2 separate regions of the Mus musculus genome follow, and region 1 is linked to region 2. A link is a contact called in public ChIA-PET data. All regions are on one chromosome and are shown on one strand. Each heading gives the region's core, a stretch centred on a gene start, on an enhancer-like site or on the middle of the called end of the contact. The rest is flanking DNA. Distances are from core to core; before and after follow the strand shown.

What was found. ChIA-PET counts read pairs in DNA pulled down with a chosen protein or histone mark.
Region 1: a contact with region 2 is called in an RNA polymerase II ChIA-PET map of memory CD8 T cells, with 18 read pairs. The contact joins the enhancer-like site here to the promoter of Itpk1 in region 2. A contact is called at or near these places in 2 of 484 Hi-C or Micro-C datasets (neutrophils and pre-megakaryocyte-erythroid progenitors) and 1 of 115 datasets of contacts at active chromatin or transcription factors (memory CD8 T cells).

Annotation. Positions count from the first base shown.
Region 1 is chr12:102,346,640-102,353,167 of GRCm38.p6, forward strand. Rin3 (Ras and Rab interactor 3) reads left to right here. Exons shown (of 10, transcript NM_177620.4): 4 at 4,243-4,315. Among named protein-coding and RNA genes, the nearest start is that of Rin3, 67 kb to the left of the region's middle. Within about 2 kb of position 4,487, at least 33 of the 459 cell types and tissues checked have an H3K27ac peak or open chromatin away from gene starts, as enhancers often do. A contact at or near this core is called in memory CD8 T cells and pre-megakaryocyte-erythroid progenitors, where this site is marked.
Region 2 is chr12:102,700,424-102,707,097 of GRCm38.p6, forward strand. It overlaps Itpk1 (inositol 1,3,4-triphosphate 5/6 kinase), which reads right to left and starts at 4,446. Exons shown (of 10, transcript NM_172584.3): 1 at 4,299-4,446. The coding sequence starts at 4,393.

The DNA of each region.
Region 1 (6,528 bases), core at 3,237-5,736, 350 kb before region 2:
CAGTATCCTCATGACAGCTCACAACTCTCTGTAACTACAGTCCCAAGGGATCTGATGCCCTCGTCTGGCCTCCACAGGTATTACATGCTCATGGTACATAAGACATGCATGCAAGCAGGAAAACCCATACACATAAAAATAAAGGGAAAATATTTTTTTGGATACAGGGTTTCTCTGTGTGTCTTTGGCTGTCTTGGAATTCACTCTGAAGACTAGGCTAGCCTCATACTCAGATCTCCTGCTTCTGTATATTAATAGCTGTGCCTATAGGTATTTAAAGAAGTATCTATAGCTATTACGTTATTTTTTAAAAGGACAGTTCCACTTTGTCACTCTGTAACCACATGTCCTGCAAAAGGCAGAGACTACGTATGCCTGTTTTCTTGTTCACAGTAGCTCCAGCCCCAAGGACAGTGTTGGGCACAGTACCTCCAGCCCCTGGCATAAAGAGTGCTACTGTGAACATCTTTGTGTACAGGCTTCCGTGGACATATTCATGCACTGCTTGGTAATTCTGTAGATTTATGAAACTACCAAACTATTTTCCACAGTGACATCACTTTGTTCCCCTCAGCCATGTGCGATGGTTCCAATTTCTGCCTGTCCTTATTAATACTTGCTATCTGACTTTTTGACAACAGCCTTCCCAGAGAACACAAACTGTATCCTATAGTTTTGATTTGCATTTCCCTAAAGACCAGTGAGGTCGAGCATTTGTGTGTGTGTGTGTTTATTGACTGTGTGTGCCTGTATACTTTTTTCTTTTTCTTCTTTTTACAAAAATGTCTATTCAGATATTTTACTTATTTTTTTTTTATTATTTTTTAAAGACAGGGTGTTTCTCTGTGTACCCTGGCTGTCCTGGAACTCACTCTGTAGACCAGGCTGGCCTGGAACTCAGAAATCTGCCTGCCTCTGCCTCCCTAGTGCTGGAATTAAAGGCGTGCACCACTACTGCCAGGAACTTGTCTGCCTATTTTTAAATAGGTTATTCATTTAAATTTTTTTCCTCCAATTTTAGCTGGGCATGCCTTTCATCCCAGCACTCAGAAAGCATAACTATTTGGTTGCCATGGAACAGAACCAATAACAGTGTTTTATTCTAATGTTGATATTGTAAAAGCCAGGAGCTGGGCTGGTGCATCTCTACCCCCATCTCCCAGTCATACAGCCTTAATGGAGAGTGGTAAGGTAAAAGACCTCCTTCTAAGAAGTAGATTCTGATTGCTGTCACCTGAGGCCACCTCAGTACAGACTGGCTCCCGCTGGCTGGCGCTGGAGTATCACTCCATGAGGTGAGAACTCTGGAACATTCTGAACTAAGGCACTCACTGAGGGGCTCTGGAGAAGATAGACACTGACATCCAGCATGACCAGCTTGGTCTAATGTCTTGGTCAGGAGGGACAGGCTGGCAGGCTCTGTGCCACAGAAAATTGCCAAGTGCAGAAGTGGGTGCTGGGTGTCCCCAAGGCCATGTAAGGCGATGTGAGATTAAAGGTGACATGGCCTCTTGGCAGTGCTGGGGTCTGGGCATTTGTCAGTTTTGGGCAGTCTATGAGGATATACCAGATAGACTACTTTAGGAGAAATCTCTGCCAAACCCTGCTTATGGAAGCCATACTCAGGGCTAGAAAAATGGCTCCCTGGTTAAGAGTACTAGCTGCTCTTCCAGAGGACCCAGGTTCAATTCTCAGCAACCACATGGCAGCTCACAACTGTCTATACATCTAAATATGTTTAACTTAAAAAAGTCATTCTTACCCATAATAAAAAAATCTCAGCAAAACGATGCAGGAAGGCCAAACTCACTCTAGTGAACCGTCCTCATCTGTTTTAAGTAACAGTCTCATTTAAACTTCATTCGGGCATGTCTATTCACTGTGTTTGGGTATCGTATGATTGGCCATTTAAAACATATAATTCAGTGGTGTTAGTGTGTTCAGAGTTGGGCAACCGTCACACCATTTAAGAATGTTTCACCACATCTAGAGGAAACCTCATGTTGCCTAACAGCGTAAACATGCACAGTGCTGCTGAACTCTGCTAAATAAGCCGTTTATGGTTTAGCACAGAACCCCTCATTCCAACCTCCCCAACTCTACCACCTCTCCCCCACCCAGGCTCACACACACACCAGCCTAAGCAACCATCCTCTCTCAGACAGGGTATGCTCACACACCAGAAGACCCATTCTACCCTGTTCTTTGTGGACCTTGGCTATGTGTATGGCCCAGTTGTACGCTGGACACATAGGCAGGAAAGCAAGATGCCCCTGATCTCTTGCTGGTCCCCAAGATACCTGGTACCTGGCCAAGGCTCCCATAGCGCTGCCTCTGTGTGGCCCTACAGAGGCAGCGATGAGAATGAGAAAATAAACAAAGCTAGGAGTAGAGGGTAGACTGAGGGCTGAGAGCCCTGCAGGCTCAAAGGGCAGAGACAGGAGGTAGGACTGAGGAGTACACCATAGAACTGAGGGAAAAGGGTCCCCCCCACCACTTAGCCTATTGCTTCCATGCAACCATGTGTAGCATGGAATCCTCCCACTACCAACGGCCTCTCTGTTTGTCTTACCTGCTAAAACTGCCATTCAGGGCCATTACCATTATTTTGAAGTTCCCTGGGCTATCAGAAGCAGCTCCTGAGAATTGCGTTATTTCATACTTAAAAGGTGGTGTGTTCTTTCCTTCCTGTTGCAACAAAGGATTCAAACTAGATGACTTTCAGCAACAGAAACTTACTCTCTTACGGTTCTGGGGGCCAGACACCTTAAACAAAGGTGGGGTGGGGCTGGTTACTTCTGAGGCCTTAGACCCAAGTGTTTCCTGGTCTCCCAGCTCCAGGCTCCGCCCCGTCTTCACATGGTCATTCCTTCTCTGTGCCTTGGTGTTCTGTCTACTCACAAAGCCTTCTTATAGAAAGGACACCAAACATTCCAAATAAGTTCACATGCCATGTTCTAAGCATCAGGACTTTAATGCATCTTTGTGGGGGCCACAGTTCAGCCCTGGAAAATGGGTACACTTGTAACCCTGGCTTACAGTTATAGACACTAAGGCACAGACAGGCTATGTGCAACAAGCTCATAGAGACATGCTCTTGCCACAGTGATGTAATGCCAGACACACATGCAAGCCCCCAGGCAGGTACAGTACCAGATATAAGCCCTGGAACAAATGATTTCTCTCATACTTACTTCCATGTTCTACATTCCAGCAGGTTGTGGTTCAGGGCACCCTTTTTGACCTCTAGGGAGGAGGCCCATGAACATAGTTTGAAAATAATAAGAATATAGACAGGAGAGCCTCAAGATTATGAGATGGAGCCCCAGCAACATTCCCAGAGGGTGGAAATATCAGGAGCAGGATTTTTTTTAATCTCTTCATAAATACTTATATCTAACCAAACAGGAAGCCACAACCTATTTGTCATAAATAGGCAAATATTAAATTTTTAAGGTGGCCTGAGCTGTTGAGAACAGTGCTTAGGTTACAGGGTGAAGAGGAAGCAGTTGCTATATTGATCTATGTCAATCTCTGCCCTTCTTCTCCAACCTCCAAACCTGTGTAAAACTGGCCTAGGCTTCGCAAACTAGGTAGCAGGCTGGTATCACCTAGAGGACTCTATATTTAGATTGAAAGGGCTGTTCCCTTGGAGGGTGGGAGAAACTGAGGCATGGAGCAGGAAAGGGATTCTTGCAGAGCCAGGTTATCAGTTCCGGGTTCAAAGCTAAGTTTGGAAGACCACTTGGACCATATTTTGCTCCTATTGCATGGAAAAGATACAAGAACAACTCAGTTCACACGTTCATCAGCATACTGAGGCCCAGGGAAGTCCAGTGTAGACGCCTCAGTTCAGGGAACAAAATATGGTAGGCACGTGGTCGTGGGCCTGATTTAGGCATCATGGAAGCCAGTGCATACTGAGACTGTCATTTGCAATTGGCTATACATCTGTAACTACTCTCCGTTTAGAATCCTGTTCACCAAAAATGATGAATGTGTGAATGTGTATTCGTTGATATCAGCCACAGCCATTTAACCCCTGAACTCTCAGCACATCGACACCGTGAGCTCCATTTCTCACTGTGGTTGGCAGCTGATACATAGTGGGGTCCTGTGGGAGGTGCCGGGACCCACAGAGAACATGGCTGGCATGTGCCACCTTCCAGATCGAGGAGAACAGTTAGCTCTCCCCTTTGTCATTAGAGGATGCTTACTAGGGCCTTTTTTGTCTCTCCCCAGTACTGTACCTGGAAGGCTCAGTTCTTGTGTTTGAGGACATCTTCAGACTGATTGCGTTCTACTGTGTCAGTAGGTGAGTAGCCTGGCCCTACAGGAGGTTGTGGGGGAGGATTCCCTTCTTATCTTAATAGAAGCCCACTTGTTGCAGGGCACTCATCTGGTTGCAACAGACATCTATGCAACTTTGGGTGTGTTTGTGGCATGGGAGAGGACAGAGAAGGGGGGGGATGAAGTGAGAGGGGACAGTCCCTTGTCTTTGCTCTGGTAACCACAAGAAGAGAGATCAGCTCTGAAGTTTCCTCTTCTCTTCTGGTAAGGACTTCTCTGCCAGGCATCTGACCCTCAGACTCCCTGCCAGGTTTTCCATTTCTAGTGTGGCCAGCACCAGGGACAGCTTGGGACCCTGCACACAAACCTGTAGGGACAGCAAGAAGGCTTGATGGCCCTCGGTGGGTGGCAGCCTGGGATTCTTCAGATGGAAAGACCACCATAAGTTCTGCTCCATTTACTTGGAACTGGTTTCTGATCAACAAGAATTTAAAAATACATTTGGTGCCATAAACCAACAGCTGAAACTGTAGGCCCTGAACAAGGGCTGATTAGATGTTAGGTAAGACGTGTGGTAGTCCTTGACCCCAAGCTACCTCTGCTAAAACACATGTTCCACTCATAGTACCCTTCCCCACCCTCCAGACCAGGAGAACAAGACTGATAGTTACAGCTGAAAGTCAAATCTGCCACTGCCTGGGGAAGTCTCTCTCCAGCATTCAGTGAGACTCTAAGGGATTTTATACCCACTACATTTTTGTTCGTTTGTTTGAGACAGGGTTTCTCTGTGTAGCCCTGGCTATCATGGAACTTGCTCTGTAGACTAGGCTGACCTGGAACTCACAGAAACCTCTGTGTTCTAAGTGCTGGGATTAAAGGCATGCACTGCCACTTCCCAGCCCTACTCACTGTGACCTTTTTTTTTTTTTTTTTTTTGGTATGTGTCTTAATGTTTGCCTGCATGTATGTATGTATGTATGTATGTATGTATGTATGTATGTGCACCTTGTACATGCAGTGCCCCAAAAGGCCAGAAAACAGCATCAAATACCCTGCAACTAGAGTCACAGACAGATGTGAGTCACCATGTAAGTGCTGGGAACCAAACTCTGTAAGTCCTATATGAGGGCAGCAAGTGCTTGAAGCATTGAGCCATCTCTCCTGCTCCCTCCAGATTGTCTTTTAAAATATTGCCAGCATCCCCACAAGGATTATTCCGTTTTCCTCCATTACACAGATGAGGAAGTGGAGACTGGTAATCAGCAGAGTGAAGTCCAATCTAGAAAAGGCTGCACCATCAGTGCACCCTGCAATAATTCTGTGCATTGGCTTGGCCAGCTAGATTCATAGGGAAAAATTACAGAGGTCCCGGAGACCTTTGTGCTTTACAACACACTAGGCTGTAGGAAGGTGGGCACTTCCAAGTTTATCTTAGTTGGAGGAGCTCTGTCCGGTACTTGGCAAATGTGGGCTACAATGAATGAGTCAAGAGAAGGATGCATGCATGTATGCATGATGGATGGATAGATGGAGGTGTGCATGCATGATGGATGGATGCATGCATGCATGCATGGAAGGGTAGAAGAATGGGTGCATGCATGAATAGATAGATGGATGCATAGATGGATGGATGCATGGATGAATAGAAGAATGGATGGATGGATAGATAGATAGACAGACAAACAGACAGACAGACAGACAGACAGACAGATGCATAGATGTATGCATGCATGGATGGGTAGAAGGATGGGTGCATGCATGCATGGATAGATAGATGGATGGATGCATGGATGAATAGAAGGATGGATGGATGGATGCCTGGATGAATAGAAGGATGGATGGATGGATGGATGGATGGATGGATGGATGGATGGATGGATGGATAAATGGATGAATGGATAGAGAGTCTAGATATTAAGCTAAATATTTAACACCTCAAAACCTCAACCTCCTCATTTATAAAAAGGAGCCCTCATTTCAAGTGCTTTGATGCTGGAGGAAGAGTGGGTTAATGCCCATGAAGGAAGAGAGTCCACTGCCTAGGACCCCATGGGCCCTCCTCCCATCTCTGCCACTTGACTGTAGGAGAGTTTTCTGGGTATCAGCTTGGTGTCCAGAGAGATCAGGAACCACAGTCACTAAGCTTACCCCCATCACTTCCCAGCCTTTTCTCCCCTGGCTGCTGTTTCTCCACACCCTACCCAAGCTGGTAGTTGTTTTCCTGTCTTCAAACTCCAG
Region 2 (6,674 bases), core at 3,196-5,695:
CTGGAGAAAGAGATTTATTTGCAAGGCTGGGTTACATTTTTCATGGGCTGCTGTAAATTGAACCTGACTCAGGATGCCTCTCTCTATCACAGCTCTGAGGTCATAGCAAAGCCAGCTACTAAAATACACAGAAAAATGCCGGGCTACAGACCAGCACCATTCAATCCTGGTAACGAGCCTCTTCTCTCCCCCTGCAGAATCGCCTAGAATTGCAGCCCAGAATACGAAGCTATTTCAGCAGAAAGCAGCCTCCAGATGGCTTTGTTTTAAAGGATAAAATAGGGTCGGGGGTGTAGCTTAGCGGCACTTGCCTATCACGCACAGGTTTGATTCTCTAGCGTAAACACAAACGAAGAAGACTGCCGGGTGCGCTTGGGAATACCTAGAAACCCAACACGAGGGAAGAGGCCAGGGCAGAAGGAACAAAAGTTCAAGGCTAGCCTAGGCTACATAGTGAGACTCTGTCTCAAATCATGGGGGTGGGGTGAGGTGGGAATATACAGTCCTGGGGAAGAGACAGGCCCAGAAGCATTCTCCAAAACCAGGTTATTGCAGGCACCAAATTCCAAGCGCCACGAACCAGCACTACACTGTACTTCAATCTACTGCCTAATACCAGCCCCAGACTCCAGACAGCGCTCGGTGCGCCTGAGTATCAACAAAGTCCTGGGTCCCTTCTGAAACCTGTATAAACAGGGGTCCTGGCAGGTTAGGACACAGAGATAACTTGGTCCGAGATGTCTCTGTGAGCCCATTTCCCCAAAAGCTGAGGTAGACCAGATGGCCTCCAGGTTTCTCAAGCACAAGAGCCCCCTAGATATGCGGCTGCAGGAGCCTCCACAATGATTCATCTTAGCCTATCAAGGACACTGGACAAACACGGAGGCAGCTTTCTCCAGTAAAGACTCGGGCCCAGCTCACATAAGCCTTCCAACTGATGCCAGAGTCCCTCACAGGTAGGTCCCAAGCCTTGGTTTCCCCATTTCTATTAGAGAGCTTGTATGAGACGAGACACATTAAAATCTACAGTGGAAAGCTGGGTGTGGTGGCTTACATTTTTAATCCTATCACTCACTGGGGGCTGAGGCAGGAAGGTCTTCGGGTGTTTGAGGCCAGAATGGGCTAGAGAGTGAAAATGTCTCAAAGTAAACAAAAATTACAGAAGACAGGCAAGGCTCCCCATCACCTTGCACCAAAGGGTCTTCCACCTACAACGCAGCTTCCTAGAAACAGAGGGGAAGGAGAGGAGATGGAGGAGAGGTTTAACCACCAAAGAAGGAAACGCAGGCCAGCCAGCTACCCTCAGCTGAGCACTCCCCAAGGCCCAACCTCCCGTTTCTCCACTTCCCCTGGGAACCTTGACTGCCCATCTTAAAAAAGCCACATCAGGAGGGATGAGGGAGCTTCCAGGTCACTTCTAGCTAGGGGCAGAGGCAGGTTCGAAGGGTAAAGGAACTTAGCCAGAACATATTCCTGTACTTGGGAGGAGACACCAAGGAGGGGTGGGAATAAACAAGGCCTCTGGAAACAGGTTAGTTCAAAGCCCATCGGCTGGCTAGCCAGAGGCCCCATGCTATCAGGGCACATATTTAAAAGGTTGGCTTTTGTACCTGCCTATGATAGGTAGGGCACCTGCCAGGAATTGGCTCCAACTGCCTATGGAAGGGCCCTGCGCACTCTCCTCAGAAAAAAAACAGAACCTGGTACACTGCAGAGGGCATAGCTTGACCTCAAAAAGGAAAGCATCCCTAGAGACAATTAGCAACAGCTGGACATTAGCAAGGGTAAGAGTGACTGAAAGGGGAGGTCAAGGTCTCAGGGATGGACTGGGAGCTCTTAATGGAAAGGAGACATATGGACCATGCTCTCTCTGGCACCCGCGACCCCACCCCCACCCCCGGTCTGTAAATCCAGTGAGATGAATCCCTGCGAAAGGATTTTTACAAGGCCCGACCATCAGCTAAACCACTCATCCCAGGGCAGTTGAGCAGTCCTCATGGATGCACATTTGGAGCACAGTTCAAGTCATTTCCCAACATCCCTGGCCCTTTTTGTCAGGAAATTCACAGACAATTCACCATCCATCAATACACGAGCACTGCACCCCCAGCTTCTGAATGTCAAGAACAGGACGACGCCCATTCACAGGGTCTCCGGGGCCACTTAGACCACTCCAGCATTCACAATAAACAAAACACAGTGGAGGGGGGTGGGGGGAGGGGTCACTATCTCAACAGTTGTTTAGTTAACAATGTGGCCACCAGGGGGCTCTGTCCTGAAAGTGAAGAAGCAACAGAAAAACTCTTTCTGGTGTTTTCTTTTCCTTCTTAAGCTTCAGCTACAAAGCATCGAAAGCTATACTAATAAAAACGCACAGTAGGATTCCTGAGCTGCTGGAACGGCCCAGAGACTTTCTGCCATCCCTCCGAAGCCAACACTTGGGCAAAGGAAGGCAAGTAGACCTTGAATTCAGCCACCCTTCCTGAGAAATGAATGCTCAATAAGATTTCCGCACCCCGGGTTCCCTGAGACCCCCACCCCCACCCCGCGCCTCTTTAAAGGAGGGAGGGCCCACAGGAAGGGCAAGCCAACCGGCAGGTCTGGGAGTCGGTCCTCAACCCTTAAGTCTCTGCTAGGAGTCTTCTGCTACAGCCTGCTAATTACAGAATAAAGCACACCAGGCCAAGGACAAGCCTCGGGTATAGATAAAGGGTGACACAAACCCAGATTGCTATCAATAACAAGGATGCAAGGGATGAACTGGGGTTTCCCAAGAATTATTTGACAGCAGGGGGAGCTGTGGTCCCCTCAAGTCAGAACTGGACTTCCAGAACACGACAGAGGGGCTTCTCCAAATTTTTCTGCTGTCTAGGGCAACCTTTTCAGTGTGTTTATTTATGGTACAAACGTCCAACTGTCCTTTAAAAAAAAAAAAGTTCCATAAGCCCTGGGCTTTTCCAAAGCTCTGGCTCGAGTTCCTCTTGATTTTCTTGTGAATTCTGGGCTGCACTGAACGCCCTGCCGACCGTGAAAAGCCTGCTTTCTCCTAAGAGGCCTGTCTGGGAGACTCAGCCAAACCCACAAGGGAACTATAAGGGGCGCAGAACCAGGGCCCCCTTATAAATAGGCATTATCCCATCCAGTTGTGGTCAAGGAGGGCCTGTAAGGCTTGCCTGGGGCAGAGAAGCAGCAGGCTCTTGGACAGCCATGAGGGGCAAGGCAGTGCTGCCAGGGCGGCCTCTATGTGCCAGCTCAGACTGCTAACTAACCCCTGTGCACCAAGGGATAATGGAAGCCCAACTGTTCAATTCTCCAAAATTCGGGGCACCCACCAGGGATGGAACTACAAGTGAAGTCCATTTTCAAAAGTCAAATCTACTAAGTGAAAAGACTACCTAACAAAAGGTTTCCACCCGGAGTTTGCAAAAGGCTTCGGGGATGGGGTGTGGGGGCTGGATTCTCTTAGGCTTTCATTGAGAAGCTGTAACCAATAGCTCTGCGGAGAGGCAAGGCACACCTGACTCTAGGAACCCAGCACTTCTGTAATGTATTAAGAGCAAGCTCCATCAAAGCCCTCGGTCTCTGCCACTGAAGCACCAGCGCAGGGAGAACGAGGTGCTCAGCCGGAATGGCAGAAGACAATTCTACCCTACGTGGGTCCACCCATCACTTTCTATGCTCTGCCACTCCTTGGCCCTGGGACTACAAGGCAGGTACCCCACCTCTCTGCTGGTAGGTGTCCCTCTTCTAAGACACGTGGCCCAGAATCACCATCCTGGCTAATTTGCGAGGCTGCTGCGAGGCTCTAATGAGACAGCAAATCACCACAGACAAGCCAAGTATCGCTACTCATTTCAACTGGGCTTAAGCCGGCTGATATGCAATGACAGCTTCAGGAGCCGTGCACACGCGAGGCACGTAGTAGGCTCCACACAAACGCCGGTATCCTGCTCTACTAAGGGGAAGAAGAGGGAGGAAGAAAAACACACCAGTCCAAAAGTACCCTCTAACCCCTGACTGCTGGCGTGGACTCCCCGATTTCCCGGGTCCCACCACCCTGGACGGCCAGGGATCTCCCGGCACGACCCCAGTGCACCTGAGAGCCGCGGTCCGAACCCAACGCCCACAGCGGCCACGCTCCCCTCGGACACAGCCCGCGGCCCCCCGCGGCCACCTTGCTGCTCCGAACCAGCCCTCAGCGCGCGCCGCTCCTTCCCGGGTCGCCGTCGTCTGCCCCGCGCCCGCCGAGGGTAACCAGGCTCGGGCCGCGGGGGTCCCCAAGCCGCGTCCCTCCTCACCTGCACAGCTCCGCGAAGGCCTGGAAATTGAGCTTCTTGACTTTCTTCTCGCTCAGCCAGTAGCCAACTCTCTTCCCTTTCAGGAAGGTCTGCATCTTCTTCCTCCTCGGCCCGGGAGCCTGGGTCCGGAGGAAATTGCCCACAGGCCGAGCGTGTGGGGCCGGCGCGCGCCGCGAGCGTGCGGGCACCTCCTCCGGCGGCGGCGGCGGGGACGCGGAGCGGGCTTCAGCGCGCGGTCCTACCGGGCGGGGCGGCGGGCGGGGCGGGCCGGGGCGGGGCGGCGGCTGGGGGGCGGAGGCTCAGCGCGCCGCGCCACTGGCTGGGCCCCGCGGGTGGGCGCGCCCCGCCGCCGCCCCGCCCCCTCCGCCCCGCGGGGCTCGCCCGCGCAGGGACGTGCGCCCCGCAGCACCGTGCGCCGCTCGAGGACTCTAGGGATCCCGGGCCGCCGCCCGAGACCGCACCCGAGCCTCGAGCCCGAGCTGGAGCACGCCCTCCCGCGGCGAGGGTTCGCCCGCGCGTGCCTCTCGGACGCGCGGGGACCCCCTCGGGGAGCGCGCCGCCGTGTCCCCCGCCCTTCCTGCCCCAGCGCCCGCGCACACGCCACGCACACGCGGGGCCTGGGGCAGAGCTCCCGGAGGAGGAAGCGCCGGTTACCGCCAGGGGGCGCCAATGAGTCTTAAAGGCGCCGCCGCTAGTGGCGGGGTGCTGGATGGTGGCCAGGGCAGAGTGGGGTGAGGGAGTCGTGGTGTGGGCGCCTTGTGTCTATCTTGGAGGGCGGCCAAACCACTGGGCTTCGTTGCTCCTTGGCAGCACAGCGGGGATTGCCCCCAGAGGCAATTCGTTGCAATTGTCCTGTACTATCTCCACAACTGCCCCAGGTTCACACTCTGGGGTCCCTTTCAGCGGAGGGAGAGAAGCAGCCAGAGTGCACATAGCATCTTCAGGAGAGCCTTTTCTTTGCTAGGTGAAGGGACGTAGCTCGGCGTCTGACTTAGTGCTTTGGATCCTCTGAGCCACCTGCTCTACCCCGGCCTATGGGACAGTACTTAGCATTCCAGCCATCTCCAGCCTATGCTTTAGGCATTGGGAGGAGAAATTGGAGGCTCTCCCCAGACACAGACAGGGAAAAAAAAATGGGTTCCCGTGTGTAAAGAAAGACATTTTATCTGGCTTTGGAAATAAAGACAATTTTTGAAGATCTGAGATGAGAAAAGGCTTGAAGAAATGAAAGCTGTTAGTAAAGTGACAGAAACGGGCCTTGACCAGACTTGAGGAGTTACACCAAGTCCCTTTTTCCGGCTTAGATCCTGACCTTGGGCAGTGTCCTTGGTCCCCCTTGGTTCAGTTTTAGCAAGAAACCTCCTGAGTCAGAAAAGTTCGCCATCCCTGGTATCAGATCACTGCGGCCTGTCTGCAGTAAGAATGCTGTCAAGTGGGGCTGCTGAGATGGCTCAGCTGGTAAGGGTACTTGTGGCCAAACCTGACAACGAGAGTTCTATTCTCCACAGCGTAGATGGAGAGAACTAAGTCCATGTTTTCCTTTGACTGACACTCATGCTGTGGCATATACACACACAAATAAATAAATGTAAATAATAATAATAATCCTGTCAAGTAAATTGAGCCAGAATCCCAGGAGCCCTGGTGGTTTTGCTCAGAAATTCTCCACCCACAGATGTTCCACTCTGCTCCTTGGCAGTGACTTCCCATCTTTCCTTGTTGCCAGAGTGGAGCTCAGTTGCTCCCCTACTGTGGAGCCTGGGTGCTTCTTTAAATAAGATCTAGTGAGTTTAATTTTTCTTTAATTGGAGAAAAGGATGGAAGAGGATTAGAGAACCCACATGGCTCTGGAAAGCAGGGACTTTGTATCCTGGACCATGGAAGCCAGAAGACAAAGTGTAACTGCACCCATTCAGCTCTGTGCCTGAGGAAGATCGCTTCTGTGGAACATCATGGCCAACCTAGAACTGAGAGAAGAAATGGGGACCGGAAGTCCAAGAAGGTGAAAAGAAAGGGGTTAGGGAGCAGACGATGGCCAGTGCCTCACTGCTGAAGTCAACAGTAGAAATTCCCACACCCTGGCACAGGCTGTGGGTTTCTCTGGAGTTGTGTGTCTGGGTGGTTCAGGATCCCTGCTGGAGTTCCTTCCTTCCTTCCACACAAGCAGGGAACCCAGGGTGTGGCGGGGTAGTGCCGGCCTTGTAGTCCCAAGATGAGTAAGGCAGAGACATACAAACCATTGAGTCCTGGAGCATGTGATGAGAGCCATGTGAGTCCTGCCTCTGAGTGACTTGAGACTATGACATTGAAAGACAAGTAGGAGTTTGGGGTTAGGGGCACCTGTCTAGATGAAAGCTGAGAGAGTTCAGAGGGTGA